3 separate regions of the Mus musculus genome follow, and all the other regions are linked to region 3. A link is a contact called in public Hi-C data. All regions are on one chromosome and are shown on one strand. Each heading gives the region's core, a stretch centred on a gene start, on an enhancer-like site or on the middle of the called end of the contact. The rest is flanking DNA. Distances are from core to core; before and after follow the strand shown. Region 1 has its middle 5.3 kb from the start of Gm34822. Region 2 overlaps Xylt1 (xylosyltransferase 1). Region 3 has its middle 120 kb from the start of Gm39075.

The links. A called contact is a pair of places that touch in the nucleus more often than the background predicts.
Region 1: a Hi-C map of cerebral cortex shows a contact between it and region 3, with 5 times the contacts expected there. The contact joins two enhancer-like sites. A contact is called at or near these places in 1 of 484 Hi-C or Micro-C datasets (cerebral cortex), 1 of 115 datasets of contacts at active chromatin or transcription factors (embryonic stem cells) and 1 of 9 other capture datasets (embryonic stem cells).
Region 2: a Hi-C map of cerebral cortex shows a contact between it and region 3, with 3 times the contacts expected there. The contact joins two enhancer-like sites.

Annotation. Positions count from the first base shown.
Region 1 is chr7:117,854,782-117,858,512 of GRCm38.p6, reverse strand. No RefSeq gene overlaps it. Among named protein-coding and RNA genes, the nearest start is that of Gm34822, 5.3 kb to the right of the region's middle. Within about 2 kb of position 2,367, at least 12 of the 459 cell types and tissues checked have an H3K27ac peak or open chromatin away from gene starts, as enhancers often do. A contact at or near this core is called in cerebral cortex, where this site is marked.
Region 2 is chr7:117,655,994-117,659,915 of GRCm38.p6, reverse strand. Xylt1 (xylosyltransferase 1) reads right to left here. Exons shown (of 12, transcript NM_175645.3): 11 at 3,171-3,504. Among named protein-coding and RNA genes, the nearest start is that of Gm34762, 100 kb to the left of the region's middle. Within about 2 kb of position 1,560, at least 9 of the 459 cell types and tissues checked have an H3K27ac peak or open chromatin away from gene starts, as enhancers often do. A contact at or near this core is called in cerebral cortex, where this site is marked.
Region 3 is chr7:117,107,147-117,110,949 of GRCm38.p6, reverse strand. No RefSeq gene overlaps it. Among named protein-coding and RNA genes, the nearest start is that of Gm39075, 120 kb to the left of the region's middle. Within about 2 kb of position 2,354, at least 22 of the 459 cell types and tissues checked have an H3K27ac peak or open chromatin away from gene starts, as enhancers often do. A contact at or near this core is called in cerebral cortex, where this site is marked.

The sequences.
Region 1 (3,731 bases), core at 1,118-3,617, 750 kb before region 3:
TTTCTAGGAATCGTGCCTGAGTAATAGGTAGGGGTTGTATCATGGAGACCACATTTTTCTTTTGTGGGAAAAATGCAACCATTTATTGGGCATGGTGGGCATATAGCTGCCATCCTAGCACTTGGAAGGCTGAGGCAGGGGAATTCCCAGTTTGAAGTCAGCTTGGGCTACATAGCAAGTTCAAGGCTAACCTGAGAGAGACTCTCTCAAAACCAGTAAACAAGCAAACAAGCTGCCATGCTGCTGGAGATGCTCTGCAGACCTCTCAGGACCACTCTTTATCTCTGCCTCCCCGCCAGCTCCCACTTCCTTTCCTAAGAACCAGCCATAGTCCAGGCCTTTGAGAGAAACAGAGGCGCAAGCAGCCACTTCTAGCCTACAGCATCTAACTCATTCCTGGGGAGTATGAGGCAACTGATTCTTTCTTGACTGGGTCATGAATGAATGAAGGGAGGAACAAATGAATGAAAGCTGGCATCACATGACTGAATGAAGGGAGGAACAAAGGAATGAAAGCGGACATCACAGAAGCCTGAGTCCTTAGAGGGGAAGTTGTTTTACAGTAGGCGTAAGCATGGTGGTTTTAGCTCCTCCTGTTTGAAACGACTTGTTTGGGAGAACTAGAAAGACAATTTAAGGACTATTAAAGCACGTGAGCAGGAAAAACTAACCGTGCTTATCCCTGGAGGGGTCGGAAGGACTCCGGTAGTTTTTGCTCAGGTTTCATTAGACTTCAAAAGCAGGATGGGGTGTCATCAGGGGATGGTTTTGACTTTTATGGTTTGAGGGAGCTTATTTTTCACATAAAAATATTTGTTAAAAAATACAAATGAACAAATAAGAGTTTTGGAGGTGAATCTGAATGCCAGGCTGGCTCCGGTGGCGTTCGGAACATCGCTCATGTCCCCTGAGCTCGGTATCACATCTGCGAGAGGAGCCGGGGAGAGCTTGCCTCCTGGAGCATCATGGGGATAGAAAGCAGAGTGTCTGGAGTGGAGGGGCCATTTGATAAATGACAGGTTCGGCTGCTGTTATTAGCAGCAATGATAACAGTGACACACGGGAGCATGACAAATCAGGGTGCACAGAGGTCCCTTATATCCCGGACAGTCCTTGAATCTGATTTTATTTATAGCCTGTCTGGTTATGCAGGGGTGGCTTAACATATTGATTCCCTGAAGAGCATATGGCTTAGCTCTGTAACGAAGGCCTTTTTAATAAACTCCTCTTACTGACTATCTGTGCGGAAGGCAGTGGTGTGGTCTCAGCCATGAAGGGATGCCAGGAGCTTGCAGTGCTTGCAGTTTACAAAGCTCTTCCAATGCAGCCATTAGTCCATAGGACAATCTCATTGCATCTGATCATCCCAGTTCCGCAGAGGAGAAAACAAAGAGGCAGGCTGGGGAAATTCTTTATAGCCACATGGCTGGTAAGAGAGTCAAACTCAGGCCTGCTGGATCGGGGTTGAAAATATTTTTATTAGTCCTGATGCATCTCTTATTGCAAGTTATGAGAGGTCAGAGAAAGTAGGGAGAGGGGAAGGTACAGAAGGACAGCGAGGCTTGGAAGAAAGATGGACAGCATTGCTATCTGATAGCTCCTGCCATAACCCAATGGGGCATAGAAGCTGGGGAATGGAGTGCGGTTCCCTCTTGCTGCTACATTGAATGCCAAAGACTCCTGTGAAACATGAAACAGAGTACAGGTTGGGTCAGAGGAAAGGTTGCCATGGATACCTGAGGATGCTAAATAAGGGACTACTAGTTTTCCCTCTTCACCCAGTTCCTTTTGTCTCACACAGTAAAATTATCTTTCCATGTAAAGTGGAGAACATAGTGTGTAGATTGGAGATAGTGCTTCTCAGCTGTCCTTGAAGCAAAGTGTGGGATGTGTCCATGCCTGGGCTGATGGGTATATGTGTCCATGTCTAGTATGTGCAGGAAGTGGTGTGTACAATTCTACAAAAGGAACCAGCATGCCCTTTCAGCTTCCACTTCTGCTGGGACAGCAGCTGCGGTGGTGGCTGATGCAACCACCCTGGTAGTGAAGTACCATGGAGAGGTGGCTGTTCACAGTAGTATAGCCAGAAATTCTGTGGCTATGGAGAAGAACGCACATTCTGTTATCAAGCTTGAAAGATGAGGACATGACATGTTGGGGGGTGGGGAGAGGCGGGCAGGGCATGAAGGAACACAACGCTTATCTGTGGGCTTGGGAGGGTTTACTGGATCTATTGCCTAAGCTGAGGATGAGCCATGGTGGTGATGTGCCAAGTGAGACGTAAGGAGGAGACAGTTGCAGAGGGAGAGTTGGGGTGGTGTGTGGTGTGTGAGAGAGTCAGAGAGGCTCCATGGAGCAGGTGTCTGAGCACACTCAGTCTCACTCAGAGTTAGACACGCTGACAGCAATGCCAAGGCGCTGGAGGGTTGTTGAGTCACCAGCAATGAAATCAGACATGACCCAGATATCCTTCTCTCAAGTGATATGGAGGAGAAGAAGCTGGAGCCAAGGCTGAGAACCTCACTAGCTAGAGGGGGACTTAGGGGAGCATCTACTCCAGCAGGTACACACACACACATACCATACCACACATGGCGAAAGTAAAGAAACCCCCCCCCCCCGACTGAGTCCCTGAGTGAATGTGTGCTATTGATATGGGCATAGCCTTGTCAGGGACTCCAAAGCCTCAGACCTGTGGGAAATTAGCAAAGACTTCCTTGCATCTAAGAGCAAATGTTGATAGTGTGTACAGAAAATGCTCACCACAGCTCACTCCTCCATGATGTTGACAGTCTGAAGACTCCTACAGAGGCTGCTCCCACTGAGATTAGCTGAACCTCTTTCTTGATCTGGCACACACCATAACCTCCCCACTCCTTCTTCATCAGTATGTAATTGCCTTGTTCTGCTGAATGTAGTAACCCCAACTCTCTGTTCAACTCTATGTAATAAAAGTACTGAGCTCATGGGGTGTAGCAGTTTCTCCATCCAAGGACCTTCACCACCTGACTCCAGAGCCCAGCTACTTCTGTGTATCTGTCTGTCTGTCTGTCTGTCTGTCTGTGTGTATTTATCATCTCTTTATTTCTTTGTTTCCCCAGTTAGGTCTGTCCTTGGAGCCATGCAAGGACTGGCAATATATCACACCACGTATACTACATACACAGCATACACACACACACACACACACACACACACACATATAACCACACTCACACCTACCTTTATATATCAAAGATTGATGCAAACACAGAGTGGGCCCTGCAGCTACAGTTGGAGAACAATGTCTTTAGTCTTTGATGGTTGATTTGGGGTCAGAGTGCAGCTTTTAAAGGTATCTTTTCTGGAACACACACATGAGAATGTCAGAGAGAAAGAGAGAGAGAGAGAGAGAGAGAGAGAGAGAGAGAGAGAGAGAGAGAGAGAGAGAGAGAGAGAGAGAGAGAGAGGCCACAGCTCTCCAGTTTCTAAGAGTGTAGGCCTAAGGTTAAACCCTGCATGGCACCTAAGTTCCAAGGGTGGCTTTTGCCCTTGCCTTTTTCACTAGACCTGCCCTTCATCTGTAGCATCCAAGTCTATTTTGTAGGGTGTCCTAGAGGACGGCATTATGGATGGCCATGAGCACCTAAGGAAAGACAGTTTTAATTTTGTATTCTTGCTGAATTTCAAAGTGAAACTTCAGGCAGAGAAACTGGAGCTCTGTCCTCAGACACTCGGATTTAGGGATGGCG
Region 2 (3,922 bases), core at 311-2,810, 550 kb before region 3:
TTTGACCATAGGCACGATACTGGAAGGCAGGGTTGGTAGCACCAACACTATGTGCAGGAGAAAAGGGCCTTCTGTCTTTGCTGCATGTCCTAATTGCTCTATGAGTCTCTTTGTGCTTCTACCCTGCAGAGGTAGGAGGAGGTGATTGAGAGATTCCCAGGCTGACAAACGGTGGGGCAATTCAAAGCAAGAGGAACAGCTAACAGACATTGAAATATTGGGAGCAAAATACTGTGGCTGATACAGAAAAAAAAAAAAGCCATAGCACTTTATGAGAAAAGAGGTTAATGTGGGAAACAGCACCACGGCATCAGCTCGGATGCTTGCCTCCATAATTAAATTTTCCTCAATTCCACCTCATCAGACTTCTTAGATTACCAGGGACGCATCAATAGTAAATTACTCAAGATGAATCATTTCACAAATTGCATTACTCCCACCTCAGTGTTCCTTGTCTCATTAACAAATACAATTACTGCCAACAGGGGACCTGCTTCCCTAGAGTACTTCTGACCCAAGGTCTTTCTGGGGATGCTGGGAGCAGCTCCCACCTTCTTGGAAATCACAGGAGAAAATATTGGAGAGATCACGACCACCAGCAGGATCCTGCACTCCTTTTGTGGGGTGGGTGGATTTAGAGCATCCTTTGTCCTGTCCCAGAGCTGTACCTGACACAGGGAGGATGTGTGGCTCCAGTCCCTCTTCTTCACACTTGCCTTTTAGGTCTTTAAGGATGTGAAAAGATGCTCGTGAAGGGACACTTGAAGATACTAAGTAGGTGGGCTGTGTCTTGGCTAATTCTGGAGCAGAGGCCCAGACTTTAAGAAGACACCAGGTGTCTAGGTATTTGCTTGTTCAGCACAAAGACTCAGCAGAAGCTGCCAGGATTCAAGCCAAGACCTTTTTTTCCAGGACTGTAGGCACCCATCCCACATCTGTGTCTTCCTGGGATGTGTTATCAGTATGGCACTTGGTATCTGCCAAGTGGGAATGCTTCCCACTTAGCAGGACTGTCATGTGTATCTAGCTCCTGGGCTTGTGTTGTGTAACATGCAGACGGACAGTCCAGATACTCTCTGTAACTCAGGGCAGTTCCTGGGGAAAACTGTGCATGCTGGTCAGGTCTACGTAGCTTTTATCGTCATCATCTCTTAAGCAACGTACCACAGCTGTGTGTATGCATTCATATTGTATTAGGCATCATGAGCCATTTAGAAATGATTTACAGTGAAAGGGAGAATGGCATATGCAAATGCCATGCTCTTAAGGAACTAATACACCTGCAGTTTTTATAATCAAGAAAGACCCTGGAACCAATTCTCCATAGGCACCAAGGGGTGGTTGTACTAGGAAACTCAGGAATCCTGTTTCTATGAGTCTGTCTGGGAGTGGGAACATACAGTTTTATTTTCCAGAATCTTCCTTTTAGCACTTTCTGCCACAAAGCCATCATCAAACAACAGAAGGTACTGTGTCCAGAAAGGAACAGCCTGTGGTTTGAATGGTGGAATTTCTCTAGCTGGCAGCTTCCATGCACCGACTTAGAAGGCTACAAAAGCCTGCTTGGTACAGAATGTACCACAGCATCCAAAGTCTGGCTCTGTGCTTAGGACACAGGCTTGTGCTTATGGTTTAACACCGTCAAAGGTGTTAGAAAGAAGTGCTCAGGCAGGCTGGCCGAAGTGGTAAGCCCCGAAGGGCAAGAATTTAGCCAAAAGAGATGTTATTGACAAATGGAAGTCTATGAAAAAATAGAAACCCAAGTGTAAATCTGGAATAAAAACAAGGTAGCCATTAGGGGCTCGGTCTCTGTCTCTCTGGACTCTGTGCTCACAGGAAGCAAAGGCCAGCAGCCTCCTTCGTTCTCTTAGCTTCCTGCTCCCATGTGGATCCCGAAATAGTTAAGATATTGTTGACTTTTTCCTGGTTTTGAACCTTAAATGAAGTAATCCTAAGCATGGCTTATTCTGTGATCAGTTTTCCTCATCCAGCGTGTTTTCCAGTTGCATGGCACTGATCTTGATTGCTGTCTCTAGGACACAGGACGCGACTGTGCACACCGACCACACACTGTGCTTTTGAGTGGGCAACTTGTAGCTTGTTTGTGGTTTTGTGTGCTATGAACAATTCTGCTACAATTCCTGCCTCTGTCTCTTCCACAGGCCTACTCCTGAATGTGGGATTTCTGTGGTAGGTGTGTGTATGCACTATGAGGAGAAGGGCGTCACCTGTCCCACAAACGCAGCCTATATACTGAGCCCTCAGGAGCCTTGGATAGATGTCCATGCATCTCTGACCTGCCCTGTGGCACTGACTGACCATCACAGGCACACATTTATTTCCCATTCTGGAACCTCTTTTTGCTTGTAATTTTCATTATTGCCTCTCATTATTAATGAGGGTGAGGTTTTTTGTTGTTACTTTTGCTTTAAATTATACATATGTGGGAAATTCATTTTTTCCTCTTTATTTTGTTCTCATTTTTTCTTCCTTATTTCTCTCTCTGTTATAGCTGCCAATGGCACTCATCGTCTTCAGGGGCTAAATGGTTTTGATTTCTGAGACAGCATTTCTGAGTCAGTCTCTGTCCTGACTGTTGGAGTCTGCCACTAAAGCCCAAAGCAGACATAGGTACTGTGTCCACAAGTGCCCATGGCCATGTTCCCTGTAAGATTTTTTTTAAAAATAAAGACCAGAAATGCCCATAGTTAACTGGGGCTCATAGTTTGCCAAACTCTTATTTATGGGATTATTTTTTAGTATATTTTGGGGAGCAAACATCTTCCACCAGTGTACGGTTTGTCCTTTTTACTTAGGGTATCACATATTCTATGAGCAGAATTGCATCAGTAATTATCATTTTCCAAACAGCCAAGAAGCCATGTTAAAACTCAGTGTGTGTCTAGGATTAGTACCCAGCTTGTCTTAAATATGAACAGAGCCTTGTGGCAGTCCAGTGGGCCAGCAGCTGATAAACACCCACACAGATGGCACTGCCTCTGTGTACAAGGAGGAAATGAGCCAGCTCTATAGGGTAAACAAGTAGGGAAAAAACCCAATTGGGGAAGCTTTGCTCTCTGCAAGGCAGCCTCATGTGTCATGTTGGGCATGGGGTCCCAGGGCTCCATGGGATGGACCCTCTCCTCCTCAGGGACCCTGAGAGCACTCACCTGGTTTGATGGGCTGCTTGTTGGAAAAGGTCAAAGGTGCCACAAGGAATTTGGTCTCTGCCACTGGCACCCAGTGATGGAGAATCTTCACTGTCCAGACCCCAGGCCTCAGAGGCAGATTCAAAGGGGGCTTGTAGTGTGTGAATTCCGCAGTGGACTCAATCAGGATATCATAGGTGGCTGCAATGACGTTGACAGGATCCACCCAAATAACAGTCACGGTCACATTGGGCCCCTTTCCCCATTTCTGCATCCCCACCGGCTCATCCATGGGCCCCAAAAGACCACCAAAGTTCCGGAACAGCCTCTCCTTGGCATCCCAGTCAGTGCCAACCTGAAACAAGAGAATAAATCTTCAGAACAGAGTCTTAGGAAAGTCTAGGATCTTGCTTGGGTGGTTGTGCATACCCATTTCTCCCATGAGGAGGCTGAGGCTCCAAGTCACCTAGGACTCACGTTACACAGATGGTAAACAGAAGACATGGAACTCTTGACCAGATTGCGACTCCCACTCAAAAGTTTCCACTAAACCAGCATCCCCCTGTGCCAAAGCCATGCTGTGTGCTTTGACTCAAAACCCCCAAACTCTTGCATTGAATGCAAGTGTGAATGGACATCACCCTGTACGCCATTCCAAGCAACGCTCAGTGAGACTGGGTTTTTCTTGGGTCTCTAGTTTTACAAATAGCACTCTAAATTTAGTGTGTTCCTTCTGAATAAGGATGGAGCCCTGGCTTTGGAGCAACCTATCG
Region 3 (3,803 bases), core at 1,105-3,604:
AGCGTGGCATGCACTCAAAGTGCTGAGCCCATGAGTTCTTTTAACTGGAACATCTTCCTTGCTGCTCCAATCAATAGCAGAAATTCCACACCTAAATCTAATTATATTAGTGCCTGTTATCCCCTGGAGCCTCCAAAATGTATGATCAGGCTACTAAAATTATATTTATGTAAAATAATTTACATAATGTACACACATGACTTAGGTAATTTAAATACATCAGTATATAACCACACCCTATCATCTCTGCAGCCATCTCGGGCTATTTACTTACAGGTGGTACTTTTCCACCCTGACGAGAGACCTGTTTTTCTCCACTCTCTCTTGCAGACCCCGTTGACTGATTGGCAGACTGGGTCAGCTATACACATAGGTAAAGGGATATAAAGACACTTGTCAACATATATATGCAGGTTAAATCGTATAGGGAATGCACAGAAAGATGCATGGGTTAAGTATAGTGATATTTGGTTTTCGGTGTTTGGGATGTTCTTTCCTTTCTGTATTCAATAGTACTTTTTAAAACTTAATATACTGGAGCTGCCTTCAGCCCTTTAAGAGGACCAGAATGGCATCCATGATAGGTAATTTAAAACAACCAGCTCCAAAGGATTCAACACCCTCTTCTGGTGTTCAAGGATGCTGCATACATATAGCATACATTCACACAGACAGACAGACTCATATATAAATAAAATAAATAAAAAATTTTAAATGCCTGGGCTTAGTGGCACATTTCTTTAATCCCAGTACTTGAGAGGCAGAGGCAAGCAGTTCTCTGTGGGTTTGACACAAGCTTGGTCTACATACATACTTTTCTCAGAAAATAAAAGCTTGACAAACCATTCATTAAAAATGCACTGGGTGTGAAATTGGTCTTTATGGATATGTAGAATAAAATAAACATGGTACCACTCAACCACATAAAAATGCAAAACGGAAAGAACAATATAAATGAGCATTTATCCCCCAATGATGCACAAGATTTTATTCAATACCTAAAATTCAAAGGAACTTGAAATATGTTTTCTTCTTTTTAATAAATCTACTCGAGATAGGTGTTTGGTAGGTTGCTCACTGATGCCAATCATACATAAATATGTGTATTGCATAGGAAAATTGGAACTGGAGAGATGGTTCAGTGGGTATGGTCCTTTCTAAGAAGTATGAGGACTTGAGTTTGGGATCCAGAACCTATATCAGAAACCAGGCAAGGGAGCACATGTGGGTTATCCTAGGGCTTGGAAGATGGAAGAGACAGATGGGCACCTAAGGTTTGCTGTTCAGGCAGCCTAGACTCCAGGTTCAGTCAGAAACCCTGTTTCAAAGCAGAAATGATGGCTAATTGCCCGAGGAACAATATGGACATTGTTGTCTGGGCTCTGAAGTCTCTAGTGCCCACACATATGCACCTGTACTTCACAAGCACCCATACACAAACATATGCACAAATTAAATATATGTCTTACACAGAAAAAATATTCCAAAGATTATCTTGCTGAGGCTGGCAAGGTGGCTCAGAGGGTAAGAGCCCTTGCCACCAAGCCTGATGCCCTGAAGTTGATCTTCCACATGGTGGAAGGAGAGAACCAACTCCTGCAAATTGTCCTCTGACATCCACATACATGTTGTTGCATGTATACACTCACAAACATACACATGATTGAAGTGGAAACTTAGGGCTCTTTGTGAAGTCGGTTCAGTGGTGTTTTGCTGGGGCAAACGAGTGAAGGAACATTGAGCTGAAGTGGACACAGGTGAAAGGCTGCGGCAGACTCGTGAAGAAAGGTTTAGCTTTAGCAGAACATCCTTTCACCTGTGTCCACTTCAGCTCAATGTTCCTTCACTCGTTTGCCTCAGCAAACCACCACCCAACCGACTTTACAAAAAAAAAAAAAAAAAAAACCAACTTAAGTTTCCACTTCACATGACACATAAAAAAAAATGTTTGAAATGTTATCTTTCTAGCCAATTAGTTATCATTCAAGCAGAAGAAGAGGTCAATAGACTAGAATTAGTTTATGTAAAGAATCAGTTATGATAATATACCTAGACAACCACTGTAATCTAACACAAACTCCACAGGGAATCTGTCACTGTCTGTCTGTCTGTTTGTCTGTCTGTCTATCTGTCTCAGTCCCTCTCATACCCACACACCTTACCAGTGAGCATCTAACATATATAAGCCAGCTTTTTGCTCTTGACTAAGGCATCAGCAACCAAAGCCAACACACTGAGGAAAGCAGAACAACAGCACAAACTTGGATGTTAACGCTGACAAACAAGTGGCAGACAAGAGCTTTGCACATTTTCCAAGCTACACCTTCCCACCCACCACAGGCTGTCAGCAGAACCCCAGCAGGGTGTGAGTCATCTCCACACAGGAGCATAAACAGAGGGGACTCCCCAGGCTAACCAAACACCCTTCAACACCTTCATCAGCCCCTGCTCTGTCGCCACATCCAAATAGGACATTGCCTCTAGCCTGGTCTCAGAGCCTGAGGACATTCTGAGCCTCTCAAAGCCCCTGCGTTCCTCATCACCAATACTGAACTCTTCCATTCTCCAATATCATCCCTGATCTCTCATGCCTGAGTCAAGGGCTCATTCCCTGTTCTTCCTCAGTGTCACACAAGGTCCTTCAGGTATTAGTCCTATCATCCCAGATTCTACACCTAACCCTTCTGATCAGCCACCTCATAAAAGCACTCCAACATCCTATCTGACACATCTTAGCATGTCCAGTGCCTGACTCTGAGCATCCAAACCCACTCTTTTCTTGTGTGTCGCTTACAATGACTGAAGAGAAGAGATGATGACAGGATGAGCCTCTCTTCTAGCCAGGTTTATAACTTTGTCAAGCTCATCTCTGTACTGGAGACAGTTTTCTCAACTAATATTCCTGTGTTCAAATCCTAACTTAGCAGGATGAGTGACTTACTTGACGATACACCTAGGAGTAACTTCTACCTCTTCCAACTCCTGCAAATCCCATGGCATCAGCTGCTACAGCAATCCACCCTACTTAGACTTCGGGTTAGTTGAGGTCACACACCTCCATTTGATGGCTAATTTTCTTTGTCAACTTGATACAATCCAGAATCAACTGGGAAGAGCATCTCAATGAGGAGTGCTCTGAATTAGTTCTCCCTGTGGCCATGTCTGTGGGGGATTACCTTGATTGTGTTAACTGATGTTGAGAGATCCAGCCCACCTGTGTTTGGGTCACAGACTGTGTAAGAGTTCAGAAAGTGAGCTATGACCTCACAGCATGAATGTGTTTGTTCCTCTTTACTTCTGACTGTGGATGTGGTGTGACTAGCAGTTCTAAGTTCCTGCCACCTTGACTTCTAGAATGGGCTGTAACCTGGAATCATGAGTTAGCATAAGCCTTTCTCCCCTAATTTGCCTTTTGTTGGGGCATTTTTATCATGGCAATGGAAATAAAAGTCAGCATCCCCAGGGACCATCTGTGATGATGGAGAACATGGGTCTCTGTCCTGGGTCTCTGTTCATCTTCACTGGCTGGACTGCACAGGTCAGAAAGCAGAACACTGGTAAAGACAATGTCTTGGGTACTACCCAAGCTCACATATTCCACCACTGCCATCTTTTATGGGACTTGTGTTCTAAATTAGTCCAGCAGAAAATGTGTGTTTTCTTGTTCCTATCTGGATGAACTTCATCTGTGAGATGAAACAGGTGACAGCCATCTGCATGCACATTGCCTCTGTACGTGCCTTCCTCGAGACACATCTTTGGGAGAAGAGCTGGGGTGTGAAGCCAACCAACGCCCCATTGCA